Regions from separate parts of the Mus musculus genome. Here region 1 is linked to region 2. A link is a contact called in public HiChIP or PLAC-seq data. All regions are on one chromosome and are shown on one strand. Each heading gives the region's core, a stretch centred on a gene start, on an enhancer-like site or on the middle of the called end of the contact. The rest is flanking DNA. Distances are from core to core; before and after follow the strand shown. Region 1 has its middle 36 kb from the start of Bex3. Region 2 holds the start of Tceal9 (transcription elongation factor A like 9).

Region 1 (2,783 bases), core at 199-2,698, 61 kb after region 2:
CAATCATGTTACTATTCTGATTTTGTGATTTGTTCTCTCTCTCTCTCTCTCTCTCTCTCTCTCTCTCTCTCTCTCTTTCTTTTTTTGTTCCAAGACAGGGTCTTTTTATTTAGCCCTGGAGCTTGAGCTGACCTTGAACTCACTGAGATTTGCCTGCCTCTGCTTCCCGAGTTCCGGGATTAAGGCCTATGTCACTACCACCCAGCACAACTTTTCTTTCTGGAAAGTATTTCTGAGCTTTTTTGGGTCAGGCCATCTGGAACTGCTTTGCTATGAGTAGCTATGCTCAGTGACAATTCTCATATAGGTTTTCTCATGCACACATATATGCCCGAGACTCTTTAGTAACTGAGACTACATTAGTTGTGGGAATTTTCCATTTAACTTTTGGTCAATGTTGCATTGTTTGTCTGAATAAGGAATATATGACATTTCTCTTCCTCCTGCATGGTGTCTTCCTTTGTCACATTTCCCATTTAAATGGGATGTAGCATAAACATCTCAAGTTTGAAGTCTAGAATTGCCACACAACATATTTTGAGGCGAAAGTGCAAACTGTGTAATATATATGGAAATCAGATAGAGACAATGAAAAGTAATTCTACTTTCTAACACTAGAATAAGAGATTGGTTTATTAAAGTTTCATGAAATGCATAATTTGACCAATTGGCAAAGACATGCATTCTTTTATGGTAGTAGGCTAGAATAAGCAACCATAAGCATTAAGAATGTTGAATTCTTGGGCCCATATGCTGGCTCACCAGTGGTGCTTGCCACTAAGCCTGACGACCTGACCCAAGTTTGATGCTTGAAACACACTTGGTGGAAGAAAAGAACCAACTCCTGCAAATTGTCCTCTGCTCTTCATACATGTTCCCTGGAATGAACACGCTCACATCCCCACACTATAAATAAATGCAAACCATTGTTTTAAAACAATAATTTTTTTCATACTCTTTGAGGAAGTACTCCCATTTCACTGATTTGTCTACGGTGCTCAGGGAAGAGTTAACCATTTCCCCAGTTGCCATAGAGCCTTTCCTTCAAGAGTCCTGACCCCTAGGCTTTGTTTCACAAGGTGCCTTCCTTCCATTACTGCTGTGCATGGTGAGGGTAAGTAATTATGTGACCAGTGCAATGGAAGAGTCTGTTCTTCTCTTACCACATACCCCCACAAGAGGAAGCAGCAGACTAGCTCAAGGAAAAGCAGGAAAGTATGGCAGGAGCCTTCATTATTTCTCCCACACAAAGTGACAGGTGAGTTTGGTATCCAGCACCCTGAGGAATTTCAGAAAGGCCTGGAATTTGTTTACTTTCCTGAGTTAGGTGGGACCAGGCCCTGCTTTGTTTACAGTGGAAAAATTTTGGCCTGCTGTTACATGTGGCAACAAGACCCATCAAGATACAATGAACACATTCCTCAGCTCTATTCATCTCGAGCCTACTTCCTTGTCCTAGCCCAAAGTCAAATTCCTGCCAAATTCCTAGGAGGTGACACCAAGAGCTGTCCACACTGGATACCCAAATGCCCTTCATTCTCCACATACAGTCAGTACTGTTCATTCCATAAAAGCATTTCAGCTCCAGTGGAGAATATCAATGTACAGTTCTTCCATGTTTTTCTTCTGTCTGGGCTCATCAATTGGCTTGGTGACTCTATTCACACTGTTGAAGGCTGATTTCCTTTTTAAAACTTGTCTACTGAGTCAAATACTAATCTTTTCCAGATAAATCTTCAAGACAGCCTCAGAAATAATGCATACACTTGATTCTATCAGTTAACCCATATAATCAACTGTTACCATTCAGGATGACAACTTTTTGTCTGTATTGTTAACCTGATCTACTCATTTTCCATGAATCTGCCATGGGAAGACTTCTCTTAGTCTTTTCTTGAGAGTCTCTGGAGTTGCCAGATATAGTATGTATAAGTATGCCATATCCAGTAGAATCCCAATTTCAGATAATCAAAATAATATGGCATGCCACAACCAATAAAAGTAATTGTTCTTGTAGAACTAAAATTGTACTGAATTGAGTTAAATGTAGCAAGTATACACACAAGTGGCTACATAGAGTAGAACCAAAACACTCTAAGGACAGTGGTGGCTGCTGCACTCCCAGATGCCAGCCCTGGTGGTATTGTATAGCAATCCCTCCTCAGCTCATCAAGACACAGGAATTTCTAAAGGATAAGACTTGTGAGAATTTCCTTGATAAGACTCAGGGAATTTTAAAGACAGGCGCCTTGAGACTCCGAAGTAAACAGTTCAGGAGTCTCTGGAAGTTTTTGAAACTGACCAGATGTCCAAGGCACTTCCCTCACCATGATTATATAAACAGTAAGGACTTTTGGGAAGACAGAAAGTAGCAGATCTTCCTGGAAGAGAGAGAGAGAGAGAGAGAGAGAGAGAGAGAGAGAGAGGGAGGGAGGGAGGGAGAGAGAGAGAGAGAGAGAGAGAGAGAGAGAGAGAGAGAGAGAGAGAGAGCAACTGAGCTGCTGGAAGAGGCTCAGGTCAGCTGAACTGACAGCAAAAGGCTCTCTCCAAGCTGCCAAGGTGCCCATAAGTGAGTTCCAGGTCATGCTGGATGGGCTTTCAGTGATACAGCTGCCCTTGAGTGGTTCTCCACATGTTAAGTAACTCCAATAAACTCACTAGTTCACCAGGTTGGATTTTGGTGGTATCTTTTACACTGATCTATTATTGGTTCTTTATCTGGGATAAGTAGACAGTTGTTTATGTTTCTCTAGGGATAGTGTCACAGAAGTGCTTATCTATGA
Region 2 (2,774 bases), core at 121-2,620:
AGAATGGAATATTGTCTTACTTCCTCTTATCTTGGTGTCTGTAGCCTTGGAGAGGGAACACAGTGTGCAAATTTAGGTCAAAACAACCTTGTATTATTGTTCTGAACAAGCCACATCTTAAATGACTGCTATGTCTACATGTAAAATTGAGCAGAAATCTGACTCAAAGGTTAAGATGACCAAACAGAAGATACAGTTTGAAAGCAGCAATGCCAAGTTTTAAAATATATTTTTTAGACATTTTAGACACTTACTAGGTATATGTAACCAAGTGAGCAGCCAATACTTTCACCTATAGAGGCTTTTAAGTCCTTAACCCAAGCAACCATCATCATCATAAAACTAGCAACTTGACTAGTCAAGTTTAAAGTTTAATTTAAAGTCAAGTACAAGATAAAGAAGCTAGAGTCCTCCTGTTAAAGGGGAACATAATTATACTATATCCAGTCTCACTCCAGCGTGAGTGAGATATGCATATATATGAAATAAAATGGGAATAAGTAAATGTTGAAAGTTTTCTATGAGCTAAGCGATTTAGAGCAGACACATATTGTTAAGACAGTCCAACAATTCGTGGTGTATATAAAGTGTTACTTTCTTTAAGATGAGGCGACTGTTTTCGAACAATCTATGCTGGCAAGTGTTGAAGCAGCGATTCTTCAGGCGACACCACTTCTTGGTAATAATACCACCAGCAGGCCTCTAGAGTTAAACATGATTTTTCTTCTTTTTAAATAATTCCCCCAAGTAACACCACAATATAATAAAAAATGTAAAGGCATATACTTTGAATGCATTTACTAAAAAACACTAGGCACTAGTATAAGAAATGAACATGTATGAATTCACAAATGTATCTAAAGTAATTTGGCTGTCACTTCTGACTGTAAAACAACATTACTTTCGAAAAGACTACAGACGTATTAAGAATAAAGTTTAAGTTGCCTTAAAGAAAAATCCCACTTCTATTTCAAGATTCCCCCTCTCCCACTGCTTTCTGACCTACCTACCTGGCTCCACAACAAAGGAGTGCGTTTCAGATGAAGGAGGAGGGGCTAAGGAAAGCTAGGTGGGGGGTGAGTGGTACTGGCAGTTAGGAGCGTGAGACAGGAAGAGCCTATTATTAAAAGAAGCCGAAAAGTTCCGTAGCTTCAAAAAATATGACGCTCCTCTTTAGTAATCAGAGAGCTGCAAAAAGAACAACAACAATAAAACCAATCCGCACATTCTTTTTTTTTCTTCCTCCAGAAAAGACTGACAAGGCCAAATGAATGTTTAGAGAGGGGGTGGTAGATGGGAGCGGAGGGCGGGGCCACATCTGCCGCGCTTTTTGTGGGAGTGGAGATCGGGGACCGGACCTCACTGGTGACGTAGATCTCATGTGACCAGGAGTCGACGTGTGCAGAAATCCTGCTAGTCTGGTCCTTGTTTCCATCTGGGTACCAGCTCCCTTTAGCCTTGCAGACGGTGGTGCGAGAGGCCAGCGGCCAGAAGAGACAGCTTGCTTCAATTCATCAGGTTAGTGTTTTAAGCCGTTACTGCCAAGGATTTTTGTAGTTTACAGTGGTCTAGGGTAGTGACTTGAGTCCTGGTTAAGTCTGTCCCTCCACCTCGTACCTTTAATTCTTCAGGAAAGGACACTTGTGAAACGACTAGGGGGTCCCAAGAGAAAACAAGGGGGGCTGTGACGATTCCAAAATAATCATACTCTGAGATTTTGGACCCCCACTTTGCTTCCCAAACCTCGTCTCGGATCTACAGATAGTTGGGGAAGAATAGCTCCTTTTTACCCTCTGTCTGGTGAGAAAGACAGGCTAACTTGCGGGGTGGGAAGGAGGAGTCCTTTGGGAAACAAAGGGTGGGAAACTTCCATAAGCAAGCCCTTAAATGCGGAGAGCTCGGCGAGCTGGGTCCGTGGTAGTGCTCTGCTGAGCACCGAGGGCTTGCTTGCCCCACCCCCAACATCCCCTCCCTTCTCCGTTTGCCTGCAGGTTTGTTCTTTGTACCGCACCAGGCTAAAATAAGTAGGAAAAAGAAATCGACCAGATCTGTACCTGGTAAGTGAGGGGGAACTTTATAAAAGACTCCCCCAGGATATGGGTCGGTGAAGGCCTGCAGAGGCTGAAGGCCCCAGTCCCCTCTCCCTTCCCCCCACCCCTTTCGGAGGGGCCTGTGTTAGGCCTGGGAGGGAGAAAGATTTGTGGAGGGCTGGGGCGGGAGGCGGGAAGGAAGGCCTTGGAAAATGCTGGAGGGAGGGACTAGAGAGGGGAGGGGGTGGAAAATGGAGGTAAGAGGGGCGGGGACAGGGAAACCTTGATTGCGGACTGGGTTTCTCAGGTGGAAGGTATCTGGTGAGGGCAGTTAGACCGAACGAGGGTGGGGGGAAGAGAGGAGGGGAAAGAGGGAAGTGGGGAGAGGGAGAGCGGGAGGGGGCAAGAGTGGACGGAGGGGGGGTGGGATGGGGAGGGCGTAAGCAAACGGTGAGGAGACCTTTGTGCACAGCACCTGCCCATCTACCAAGTCTTCCATCTACCACCACCTCCTCCTCCTCCTCCTCCTCCTCCTCCCCCTCCCCCTCCCCTCCCCCCTCGCTTCCTAGAAATCATTGCATTCCCGTATTCTGCAGGAAGCAGCAAAGAAGAGAAGCAGACACAAGATGAAACCCTGCCAAAAAATGGAAGGAAACCTAGAAAAGGAGGATGAGCCAAAGCCTGAGGAAGAGCCAAAGCCGGAGGAAAAGCCCGAGGAGGGGCAGGAACCCGAGGAGGAGGAGA

What was found. HiChIP or PLAC-seq counts read pairs in DNA pulled down with a chosen protein or histone mark.
Region 1: a contact with region 2 is called in an H3K27ac HiChIP or PLAC-seq map of trophoblast stem cells, with 25 read pairs. The contact joins the enhancer-like site here to the promoter of Tceal9 in region 2. A contact is called at or near these places in 17 of 39 promoter capture datasets (the 3T3-L1 cell line, 3T3-L1-derived adipocytes, the C10 cell line and 11 more), 7 of 15 datasets of contacts at CTCF or cohesin (CD8 T cells, the G1E-ER4 cell line, the NIH/3T3 cell line and 3 more), 182 of 484 Hi-C or Micro-C datasets (3T3-L1-derived adipocytes, the AML12 cell line, the AtT-20 cell line and 98 more), 38 of 115 datasets of contacts at active chromatin or transcription factors (the SCID.adh cell line, astrocytes, bone marrow-derived dendritic cells and 22 more) and 4 of 9 other capture datasets (adipose tissue, embryonic stem cells, liver and 1 more).

The regions. Positions count from the first base shown.
Region 1 is chrX:136,304,968-136,307,750 of GRCm38.p6, forward strand. No RefSeq gene overlaps it. Among named protein-coding and RNA genes, the nearest start is that of Bex3, 36 kb to the left of the region's middle. Within about 2 kb of position 1,449, at least 10 of the 459 cell types and tissues checked have an H3K27ac peak or open chromatin away from gene starts, as enhancers often do. A contact at or near this core is called in trophoblast stem cells, where this site is marked.
Region 2 is chrX:136,243,710-136,246,483 of GRCm38.p6, forward strand. Tceal9 (transcription elongation factor A like 9) reads left to right here and starts at 1,371. Exons shown (of 3, transcript NM_011712.2): 1 at 1,371-1,518; 2 at 1,992-2,057; 3 at 2,627-2,774. The coding sequence starts at 2,657. It overlaps Gm39535 (a long non-coding RNA gene), which reads right to left and starts at 1,328. Exons shown (of 2, transcript XR_878245.2): 1 at 1,011-1,328; 2 at 1-45.